2 separate regions of the Mus musculus genome follow, and region 1 is linked to region 2. Evidence: chromatin contacts called from public HiChIP or PLAC-seq data. All regions are on one chromosome and are shown on one strand. Each heading gives the region's core, a stretch centred on a gene start, on an enhancer-like site or on the middle of the called end of the contact. The rest is flanking DNA. Distances are from core to core; before and after follow the strand shown. Region 1 has its middle 22 kb from the start of Snx31. Region 2 overlaps Spag1 (sperm associated antigen 1).

Region 1 (5,968 bases), core at 497-2,996, 390 kb before region 2:
AGCCCTTAAGGAATGCCAGGAGAGCCTGCATGTTTGTATCTTTGTGCTTCTTCAAAATGGAAATGGAGTGCTGCATACCGTCCCACTTGCCAGCCTGCCTCTTGCCAGCTGGGCTGGCACTGTTGGCATCAATCCCTCTACCTTTTCAACTCTGTTACCTGAGGCCAAGCTGTGACACTGTAGACTGTCTTGGAGCCTGGGCTGAGGATCCTGATCATGCCTGTGCACTTGTATGTCCACCACAGTGACCTTGACAGTGGCACACCTCACTTTCGTGTCTTGGCATCTTGCCTGATGGCACTCAAGTTTTGGTAAATGAAGTCTCGTTGGTTTCCTTAGAGGCTAAAGGCTACCTAAGGAGGACAGGGAGTGTTCATAACTTGTGGTGCTAAAGTCAGAAAGGGGTCGGAGGCAGCGAGAGAACAAACAGGTGCAAAGATTTGAGCGTGAACCCTACTCTACTGCTCACCCCACTCAGCCCTTCTTAGTGTTTTCCACTGTAAAGCAATGATAACAACTCCTGTGGGTTATCGGGAAGATTTGTGCAGATAAGATACATAAGCTGTCCAGTAGACAGGTAATCAACAGATTGAACTAAATGTTGTTATATGCCCTGGACAGTACTATGAGGGCTACCTGGGAGATCTTTTGCCTAAAATCACACTCTCTCTTCTCCTTGGAAGCTGTACTTGAATAACCAACATCAGGAATTGGTGTTAGAATGTATGCTGTGATTTCTAGAAGACCCATGTTAAAGGGCAACCTCACCACTTGCAAGTGGAGCCACTACAGCAAGCCTTTATCAAGAACTAGTCCAATCAGAATGGGCCTGGTGGCACAGGGCTGCCATCCTAGCTACTCAGGAGACAGGCACAAGGGTCACAAGTCAAAGGTCTGCTGGGACAGCCTATTGAGCCCCATGTCAAAATAAGTAAAATTTAAAGAGAGAGCTATAGATGATAGATAGGTAGGTGATAGCTAGATAGAATACACAGACACACACACACTTTATATAGGTAGACAGACAGATATATATATCGATCTCAGATGTAAAGTGTTCACTGTACATACATGAGGACTGAGTTTGGATCCCAGCACTAGCGTGAGAGTCTGGGTGTGTGTAATCCCCTCCCTGGGAGAGCTGAAGTGGAAGGATCACTGGGGGCTTCCTGGTCAGCTATTCTAGCCATTCAGTCAGCTCCAGACCCAGTGAAAGACCCTCTTCTTTGTAGAATAAAGTACTGGTCCTACACACACACACACACACACACACACACACACACACACCCCACATATACATGGATACACATACAAGCACACACACAGTCTACAGATATGCTCAGTGGTACAGCATTTGCCTAGACCCTGGGCTCAATCCTCAAAATTGAAAGAAAAACATCAGTTTAATTGATCAGCAAAGACTGAACTTGGAGAACAGGGCACTGCTGTACTTGTGATAAGTACTTTTTGTGCCCACTTGATCGTGGACTGCCTAAGTTCTTGATGGCTCCCCCTGATTGTATCTTTCTCTTGGAAGTATTTGGGCAATTAGCAAAGACATTGCACACAAAGGACAACTGCCTGGGCAAGAGGGAGTCAGAGTGGAGGCTTGTCTGTCTGTTAGCCAGTCCCACCGTGGGAGGGAGAACGGGAACTTCTTTCCCTCAGGAGCATGAGTGCTGCAAAGCCTGGCAGCAGTGTGAACGCGGAGCCTTCTGCAGTAGTCCACAGGGGGGCGCCATGTGCCAATCTTAATCTGTAAGATTCTGTCAAGAGGCGGAAGTTCACAAGCAACTGCTATGCAGAGACCAGTGTTGGTGCGGCTGCTTGCTGCCGAGGGAGCCCTGGCTGGCTTTCTGGCCCTTGCTCTCTCCGGATCTGAAAGTGAGGATCAGCCATCCAGTCTGAGGACTACACAATTCAGCGGCATCGCGAACTCCCAGGAAGTGCTGACATCCATCCACTCCTCAGGGCCTGCCCCTTGGAGGACCCGGTCAGAAGATCTGGCGTCGAACAGGACAGGATGGAGCAGCGAGGGGTCTGATGGCTTATTTTTTAATTCCTCTGGTGACAGTTTTATTGGGCTGTTATTTACATATGTTGTAACTCACCCATTTAAAGTGTACTGTTCAGGGGCTGGAGAGATGGCTCAGCGGTTAAGAGCACTGACTGCTCTTTCAGAGGTCCTGAGTTCAATTTGCAGCCACCACACGGTGCCTCACAACCATCTGTAGTGAGATCTGATGCCCTCTTCTGGTGTGTTTGAAGAGTGGCAATGTACTCACGCACACAATAAACAAACAAATAAATCTTTAAAAAAATTTGTACAGTTCAACGAGCTTGCTGAACACACGCATGGTTATGCAACCACCACCCTAACCATCCCTCAAAAAACTCAAAAAACCCTCTGTCTGTGATCTCACTTCCCAAAACCCCACTCCCAGGCAACACAGTTTTTACTTCTGAGTCTACAGAGTCACCTACTCTGGAGATTGATATAAATCAAGTGATGAGTTTAGTGCCTTTGCTTCTGGCTTGTCTCCCTGTTTGCAAGCTTTATCCCTGAGGCTCATGCAGCGGTGCTCATGCCAGTGTCTTAAGCAATAGAATTCTATTTCACTGTGTGAAATCCATAAACAAAATCCACATTTTGTTTATTGGGTCCTTATTTAATGATTTTTTTCTGTGTTCTAATTTATTATGAAGGATGTTGTTAGGACTATTCTCTTGAGAATAGTCATTTATTCTTTTTATTTATTCTTATATGTGGGGTATGGTGGTCAGGGAATAGCTCTGCAGAGCTGTTTTTTCCTTCCACCTTTCTGGGGGTTCCAGGGATTGAACTCTCATCACCAGATTTGTATAACAAGTCTTGCTACTCACTGAGTGAGCTCACCAACCCTTTTATATATGTGTTCTTGTAGGGACAAGATTGATTTATTTATTGTGTGTGTATGTGGTGTGCCTGTGTGTGCCTATGTGTGTGCACCTGTATGTGTATGTGTAGTATATGTAATTGTTAGTGTGGATATGTGTCGATGGGTGTGCAAGTATATGTATATACATGTGTGTGCGTGTGCGTGTGTATAAACCAAAGGTTGCCACCCCTCATCTTTTCCTGATCATCTTTATTTTTGGAGACAGTCTCTGGAGCTCACTGCTTCTGCTACTCTGGCTGGTGTGAGCTTTAGAGATTGCCTCTCTCTGCACCCACAGTGCTGGGGTGACAGGAATATGTCACCATGCCCTGCTTTCATGTGGGCTCCGGGGATCAGAACCCAGAGCCTCAGGTCTGCAAGGCAGACACACTTTCGTGACTGAGTGATTGCCCCAGTGCAGAGAGATTTTACCTTAAAGTGTTCTCCTGAATGAGTGGCAATGTAGGGAGAGTTTCTGGTTGTCCCTTCTGGAGGACAGAAGCTGCTGGTGGCAATTAGCTTGACTCTGGGGAAGCCACTAAATGTCATTAAGAGCTCATGGGAAACCACCTGTAACCCTGTGAACACAGCTAGCACGCCAAGGGGGAAGCTCCCACCTTCAGGAGCAGGCCTGCCTCAGACAGGGTTGGGAGGCTCTATGGATTATTCCCTCTTGCTGGAACTGTATCTACATGACCTCAAACTTCTATGAGCCATCCCTGGGGTGTGAGATGGAGCAGGGAATAGAGGCATCTACTGTCAAGCCCGATGACGTAAGTTCAATCCTCGGGGCCCTGCATGGTGGGAGCAGAGAACTGACTCATAAAACTTAACCTCTGACTCCCACAGATGTGTACCCCAAATAAAAAGAAAAGCTACCCTTACTTTTAAAAAACTCCTTCAAAGAAGTCAGAGCCATTCACATTTCATAGATCTCTGCAGTTTGAGGCTGAGTGTCTGTGCTAGAGCTTTTAAACACAGGCCCTAGAGCTGTGTGTGTGTGTGTGGGGGGGGGTCTTGGAAGCCACTTGGCACACCTTCACAATTGCAAGCATGTGTACCTGGAGATAAGTGGCCAGCTAGCCACATTCTTCATGTCTTTCTAACTGACTCTTTTTTCCTCAGTACTCTATAGTGACATCTCTAGGGTAGAGAATTAGTCAAGGGGGGACATATGCTGCTGGGTCCAGGAATGGTGGGTCCAGTCAGACTGGCCTTGAGCTTTCTATGTAGTTTAAACTTTAAGTAATTTTTATTTATTCTTATAGAAATGTGTGTCCAGGGCTTTTTGACTTAGGCTCTGGGGATCAAACTCAGGTCATCAGGCTGAGCAGCAAGTGCTTTTCTGCCAAGCATCTCACTGGCCCTAACAGTGAACCTCTGTATCACCCACCTTAGCCTTCTAAGGAGTTGGGAGTACAGACCTGCATAACCAAGTCACAGTCACAGTGACTGTCGCTGAGAGATCCATTTTCAGGTCAGAAAGCTGTAGCATAAACACCATCCCTCATGCTCCACCACCAGGGGTACCGTACTATAGATTCAAACATCCAGGGGTAGCCAACTACAGATTCCCGACTTAGATACTCAATGCTCTCACCCGGTCTTCCAAATGATTTCATGGGCTGCTCCTCTCCTGTGAAGACTGAAGGGATGGCCTAAGCTTATATGCGCATCATCAGATGGGTAGATGTTCCAACCACCATTCCTGGACCAGCAGCATACATCCCCTCTTGACTAATTCTCTACCCTAGAGATGTTGCTATAGAATACCGAGGGGGAAAAAGAAAAGAGTCAGAAAGACATGAAGAATGTGTCTGGCAGGCCACTTATCTCCAGGTACACATGCTTGAAACTGTGAAGGTGTGCCAAGTGGCTAAGACCCCCACAGCTCTAGGGCCTGTGTTTAAAAGCTCTAGCACAGACACTCAGCCTCAAACTGCAGAGTTCTATGAAATGTGAATCCCTAGCGCCTGATTTTTTTCTCCAATCCATATCTCTGTCTGGAAGTTCTGCCTTCTCTTTGCTGTCCTGCTATAAGCCATCAGGTTTTTATTAAAGCTAATCAGAGAATGCCTTAAGCAGAAGAGGAAGGACAAAGATACAACTCACACAGTGTACATTACCCCACACATACACACACAACCCACACAGTGCACAAAAGACCCCAACACATACACACACAACTCACACAGTGCACAAAAAGATCACCTCGAGACATACACACACAACTTCACACAGTGCACAAAAAGATCACCCCAACACATACACACACACACAACTCACACAGTGCACAAAAAGATCCCCTCAACACATACACACACACAACTCACACAATGCACAAAAAGATCACCTCAACACATACACACACAACTCACACAGTGCACAAAAAGATCACCTCAACACATACACACACAACCCACACAGTGCACAAAAAGATCAACCCATGTACACACAACCCACACAGTGCACAAAAAGATCACCTCAACACATACACACACAACTCACACAGTGCACAAAAAGATCACCCCAACACATACACACACACAACTCACACAGTGCACAAAAAGATCACCTCAACACATACACACAAACGTAAAATAAAATACTTTATTCTAAAAAGCAAACAAATTTTTAAAAGCTGGGCTTATATCCCAGTGATAAAATGTTTGCTGGACTTGAGCAAAGTTCTGGGTTCAATTCCCAGTACAACAAGAAGAAAACAGAAGTCAGCCTGCTTGGTGGAGAGAGCAAAGTTTATCCACACTCAGAGCTGCCCAGCAGGCTACAGTCACAATGCTTTTGTTACTTATTTGGTGATTTTTTTTGTTTCTCAACACAGGAATAATCTATGTTAAAAATACAAAAATCTCAACCCGAGGCCGTTCTAAATGGAGGGTCATTCCTTAGTGGCGTGCCAGTGTGAAGTCTATTGGTTCTTTTGGAGGCAGTTTTGGCTCAGCATTTGGGAAACAGTTTAACCCATTGTTCATTCCATAATCTGGTATGAGGAAACAAACTGAAGTGGGCAAGGGGCAAGAGCCAAGGGC
Region 2 (5,601 bases), core at 856-3,355:
CAACTCAACACAATCAAGATAATAATCCCCCACAGGCAGGTCTATGGCCCCAACTTCCAGGTGATTATAGATTCTTCCAAGATTACAAATAACACTAGTCATTAAAACCATCGCAAAAAAATGTTTTAAAAAACAGTAACTTAATATGAGGCCCTCAGTGTGTGTACTCTAGTCTGACAAAACTGAAATCCTATAAAAAGAAGAGATTGGAGCCAGATATGAGTGACAGACCATGTGAGCAAACAGGAAGAAGACGGACACCTGCCAGCCTAGGTTTGCACATTTCACCTTGAGCTTAGACTTCCAGCCTTTAGAAATGTGAGGTAAGCGTCTTATTCAGGCTACCAGGGCTGTGGTATCTGTGATGGCCCTAGCTAAGACCCTTAACTACACAGCAAAAGGCTCCAAGTTAGTTCAGCCTTTAGAGGGGGGATGGAAGCAGGAGGATCGGAGGTTCAAGGCCAACCTGGGCTCATAAACCTATGAGAAAAGGGGGTGAGGGAAAGGAGGGGGAAGGAGTCTGGCAGGGCTGGTGTCCGCTGGCTGAAGGAACCCCACATGTATCCTTTCTGCTTCCAGTCAGATGAACACAAACACCATCATCTAAGCTCATCTGGTAGCATACATCTGCACTCAGAGCGGAGGCAGGAGGACTGGAAATCCAGAGTTCTGAGCTACAATACACAGTGAGTTTGAGGCTAGCTTGTTATATGGGATACTTCCTCAAAAACCAAACAAAACTAAAATTTATAGTCTTCCTTACAAAGGAGGAGGGAAGGCTTTATAGAGCTTAATTGTGAGCAGGATTAGTGTTTCTTCTTTTATTTGTTTATTTTTTAAAGACAGGGTCTCTCAATGTAGCACTGGAACTTACTATGTAGACTGGGCTGTCCTCAAACTCGGAGATCCTCTTGCCTCTGCCTCCCCAGTGCTGAGGTCAAAGGTGTGCACCTCCATAGCCAGCTAGCATTAGTGATTCTAAAAGTCTGGCTGTGACAGTATTTTATGAACTTCATCTACTTTACCTACTCCATCTTGGGACCAGCTCTAACTTAAAAGAAAAAAAAAAAAAAAAAGGCTGAGAACTTGACCTGCAGCTGAACCTAAGCTGTACTCAAGTACCAGGAAGGACCCCTCGGCTTGTCCTTGGCCCATGTCCCAGAGTTACTCCCTAGCTACCTCCTAGCAACAGTCAATCAAGGTTAGTCTGGTTGTTTCAGATGTACTTTCAGACCCTTGGGGATTGTTCATGGTCTTGTTTCAGAGCAGCCACCTGTCAGCTTACAACAGTCATTCTATTAGATGCCTGCCAGGCTGGCTACCCCCTCACTTGCTCCTATTTCCCATAAAACCTTGTCCTGCTGAGGGTTCGAGGCTGCTCTGCCTTCCCTTCTCATTCTGCTGTGTAGGACTGGGTTGAAGGAGAGCCCAAACCTGAGCTTGTAATAGAGAGACCCTAATGTGATTGCATCGGTAACAGCTCCCTGGTGGTCTTTTGGGGGTTCACAAATGTTTCCTGGCACAACAGCATAATCTTCAAGAGTTCACAGATCCGAATGAAGGCCTGCTCTGAGCCAAGCCTTACCGGGTAGTGAGGAGGGAGAGTATCAGACAATCGATTAAGTATGCTCTGCTGTAGTAGCTTATGGTGCTGTTGCTGTCAGACCACGGGATCTGAGCTGGAGCCTTGAGAGGAGCTGCTGTGCTGTGTTACAGGGAAGAGTAACTTGGCTGGGGGCTCAGGGAAGAGTCCTCTAAAGAACTGAAGGCATGGGATATGTCCCAGAAGATAGGTAGACTCAAAAGATAGTGAGGGGATGGGGACAGCCGCGGAGGAGACCGCACGGGTGAACTCATGACATCACAGGTACAATCCCTAAGGGATTCAACACAGCCTATCTAGTTTATTTATGTGGATGTTTTGCTGGCATATGTCTGCGACCACATGTGTGCTTGGTACCCAGCTGGATGTCCTGGAGCCGGAGTTACAGCAGGTTGTGAGCTGCCATGCAGATGCAAGGAACTGAACCTGGGTCCCTGGAAGAGCAGCCCCCACCGTGCTTACTTGCTGAGTCACTCTCCAGTCCCTAAGAGAGCAAACCTAAGCCACAAGAAAGGAGAACCCACTGACCTGGTGTAATACATCACGGCCTCTTCATAGTCCCCAGAGTAGAAAGCCTCGTTCCCTTTTCCCTTTTCACGATTGGCAAGAAAACTCTTTTCCTTCTCAGTCAGACCTAGAGATAAACTCACATGAAAACACAGCCTAAGATGATTTCTTGCAAGGCTTGAATGCTTGAGTGCTTTTATTTTTAGGGTGGCCTGAACTAGAACCTGGGGCCTCAAGCAGGCCTAAAAAACATTCTACCACTGAGCTACACTGCCACACCCAAGAAGAGTTGCTTTAGCGAAGCAGAAAGCCATAGATTAAATAAACAAAATAAATGCTCTCTTGAGTTTAGGGCTATTTCTTCTCTTCTAACCATGTGGGTTTTTTGTTTTTGTTTTTTTGGTTTATTTGATTTTTTTAGGATTGGTTTTCTTATGGCTGGTTTTGCTATTACTTTAAAGGCTGGACTTCAGATGAAAAAGCGTCTCATTTCTTTTGTCTGATGCAAAAAAAATGAGATTTTTTTTTAAAGAGGGTTGGAAAAAGAAATGGAAAACAAAAAAATATTCTAAGAAAAAATAGGTTTATATTTTGAAGTCTTACAAACTTCATTATTAAAGCCAGGTACAGTAGTATACATCTCTAACCCCAGCACTTAGCTAATGTAGGCAGAATACCAGAAGTCCAAGGTCAAGCTATGGTGAGTTCAAGGCCAACCTGGGCTACATGAAATTCTGTCTCAAACAAAATTGAGCAATAAAAGCTAGAAATAAACTTGTTAGGAGTAGTCAACTCAGTCCAAAAGCCTATAAATGTTCATGGAAATCTCCTTGGCGGACACGTTTCCCATAACTAAAAGGTTGGAAAACGACCAGCCCCCTTCTTCTCTTCTTACCTGCTGTTTCTATTTTTGTCTCAATTTTAGACAGATGAGCCTTGTTGTTTATGACAGTCTTTTCTTTGTAATCCTCATCAATCTTTGAACATTCTTTTTCCACATCAAATCTGAAACAACAACAGAAGACTAGTACAAAACTAGTGAGAGACAACCTCAGTCCTGCTCTCCTTGCCTCTAAGGTTCACATTGGGTGTCTGCAGATGGAATGCCTGGGACAAACTCTAAGCCCTGTCCTGGAACGGGCTCTGTAGACCAGGCTGGCGTTGAACTCACAAATATCGCCTGGTCTATAGAGCGAGTTCCAGGATGGCCAGGGCTACACAGAGAAACCCTGTCTCAAAAACAACAGACTTAAATCTAACCTATTTTATGGTTGTTTTTTTTAATAAAGAAAAGGCATTATTAATGAAAAAAAATGAAATTGGAAGAGCTTAGACTACCAGATGTGGTGGTGTATGCTTAGAATTATAGCAGCTGGGAGCATGGGGAAGAGCAAGGATAGCCTGGATTACATCATGAGACCCTGTCTCAAAAGAAACAAGAAAGAAGGTGGGAAGTGTTCAGTAAAATGGTAACTTTACTAAAGTAATTTGAGACCCTTGATGTATCAGGCTTATGATATTATAAATTAGTAAAGCATTTAACAGTGGAGCATTTTTCAGAGACAACTTTTAAATAAAGAAATATAAAACATACTTATCCCATTCTGCATAATCCCTTGGAATCCTCTTCTTAGCTGTCTTACTTTTAGAATATGTTTCCTGAAAGAATAAATCATATTTGATGAGATACATTCAACCTAAACTCACCAAGAACACTGGCATAAGATAAACAAATGAAACAGATCAAAAAACCAGATCCCTGTGGGGTTAAAAGAACTCCAGTGTCTGATGTAACCAAACCTGAGGTGAAAGACAGGGGTTAAATCTGTAGTTAATCCCAAGGACATACACGAAAACTCACATATGTCAGTGATGGTTTCTTAAAATAAAAATAGCACTAAACTCACCCATTCTTTTAGAGCCGAGGCACTGAGAGAGACAAGAGTAACGACTTTGCTGGATTAGGAAGGGTTGTTTTGTTTGTCAGGCAGACATCCAACTTAAACTAATTCCAAAAAACAAAAACCAACCAAACAAAAATAACAATAACAACAACAGCAAAAGAGGCCCAGGTCTGCTGGGGAGGACTTTCCTGTTTCTGCTCTCTTCAGAGACCCTGTCCTCCCTGCCTGCTGACCCCCTCTTACTGATGGCTGTGTGCCCTCCCTGCCTGCTGACCCCCTCTTACTGATGGCTGTGTGTCCTCCCTGCCTGCTGATCCCCTCTTACTGATGGCTGTGTGCCTTCCCTGCCTGCTGACCCCCTCCTCTTACTGATGGCTGTGTGCCCTCCCTGCCTGCTGACCCCCTCTTACTGATGGCTGTGTGTCCTCCCTGCCTGCTGATCCCCTCTTACTGATGGCTGTGTGCCCTCCCTGCCTGCTGACCCCCTCCTCTTACTGATGGCTGTGTGCCCTCCCTGCCTGCTGACCTCCTCCTCTTACTGATGGCTGTGTGCTTTCCCCATGTGGCAGGAGACACAGCCACAGCAATCTGGGATTAAAACCACAAAGGCCTCATCAGAGAAAACTAAAGAGTGGGCCTCCCCTCCTCCACCCTTAGAGAAACTGAAAGAAAGGGCTCCAGTGAGCTGGCAGAGCAGAGTGGCCAGGATCAGGTCCCAGACCTGTTGCTGATTCACGATGGGAAAGCAGGGCAGGCTCTGTACCCAGAGAAATCAGGAGGAAAGCATGACAGCCATTAGACAGAGGAGTACTTAATTTCCCAGAACACATCTTACTACCTGAGGAATGTACCAAGAGGAGGGAGACTGAAGATGAAGGTAGAGACTAGAGCTCAGCTGTCATAGTTGAGGACAATACTAGGAACCAAAAAAGCAAAGAGAGATCTTTTCCTACAGGTTTCAAAGGACCATGGCCCTGCCAATGCCCTGGTTGTCAGCATCTTGCCTCTGGAACTATAAAAAACATTCCTCTTGTTTAAAGCCAAGCAGTTTGTTAGAAAACGAATACAAATGGCACAGCTTAGTGGTTAAAGGAGCTGAGGAGACACTGGGGTAGCGGAGCTGGAGCAGTGGCTCAGCAGGAAAGAGCGCTGGCTGCTCTGGCTGAGGACCAAGGATCAGTTCCAGCGCCTGCATGCAGGCTCACAAGTAACTCCAGCTCTGGAGGACCTTACATCCTTTTCTGACCTCCTTGGTCACCATACATACACATGGTGCACATACATACATGTAGGCAAAACACATATAAAATAAATAAATATGAAGAGACTTAGTAAAGAAAGAAACTGGGGTTACTTAAATTCTTATATAGTTCTTCAATATCCCTGTGTGAAATATGCATTCCATTTAGAGGATGAAAATATATTACGCGCGTGTGCACATGTGTGTATGTGTGTGTGTGTGTGTGTGTGTGTGTGTGTGTGTGTGTACTCGTGTGCACATGGTTTGACGCCCCAGCCTTGACTCAAGGTCAGGCACAGCAGCTTTACTCTTGGTGCCGAGGTCAAGACAGAGGGAAAGGTGAGGTA

What was found. HiChIP or PLAC-seq counts read pairs in DNA pulled down with a chosen protein or histone mark.
Region 1: an H3K27ac HiChIP or PLAC-seq map of acute myeloid leukemia shows a contact between it and region 2, with 3 times the contacts expected there. The contact joins two enhancer-like sites. A contact is called at or near these places in 3 of 484 Hi-C or Micro-C datasets (CD4 T cells, the G1E-ER4 cell line and bone marrow-derived DN2 thymocytes) and 6 of 115 datasets of contacts at active chromatin or transcription factors (acute myeloid leukemia, bone marrow-derived macrophages, embryonic basal ganglia and 3 more).

Annotation. Positions count from the first base shown.
Region 1 is chr15:36,574,514-36,580,481 of GRCm38.p6, reverse strand. No RefSeq gene overlaps it. Among named protein-coding and RNA genes, the nearest start is that of Snx31, 22 kb to the right of the region's middle. Within about 2 kb of position 1,746, at least 121 of the 459 cell types and tissues checked have an H3K27ac peak or open chromatin away from gene starts, as enhancers often do. A contact at or near this core is called in acute myeloid leukemia, where this site is marked.
Region 2 is chr15:36,188,640-36,194,240 of GRCm38.p6, reverse strand. It overlaps Spag1 (sperm associated antigen 1), which reads right to left. Exons shown (of 20, transcript NM_001359982.1): 6 at 3,705-3,769; 7 at 3,006-3,115; 8 at 2,132-2,237. Among named protein-coding and RNA genes, the nearest start is that of Spag1, 15 kb to the right of the region's middle. Within about 2 kb of position 2,105, at least 16 of the 459 cell types and tissues checked have an H3K27ac peak or open chromatin away from gene starts, as enhancers often do. A contact at or near this core is called in acute myeloid leukemia, where this site is marked.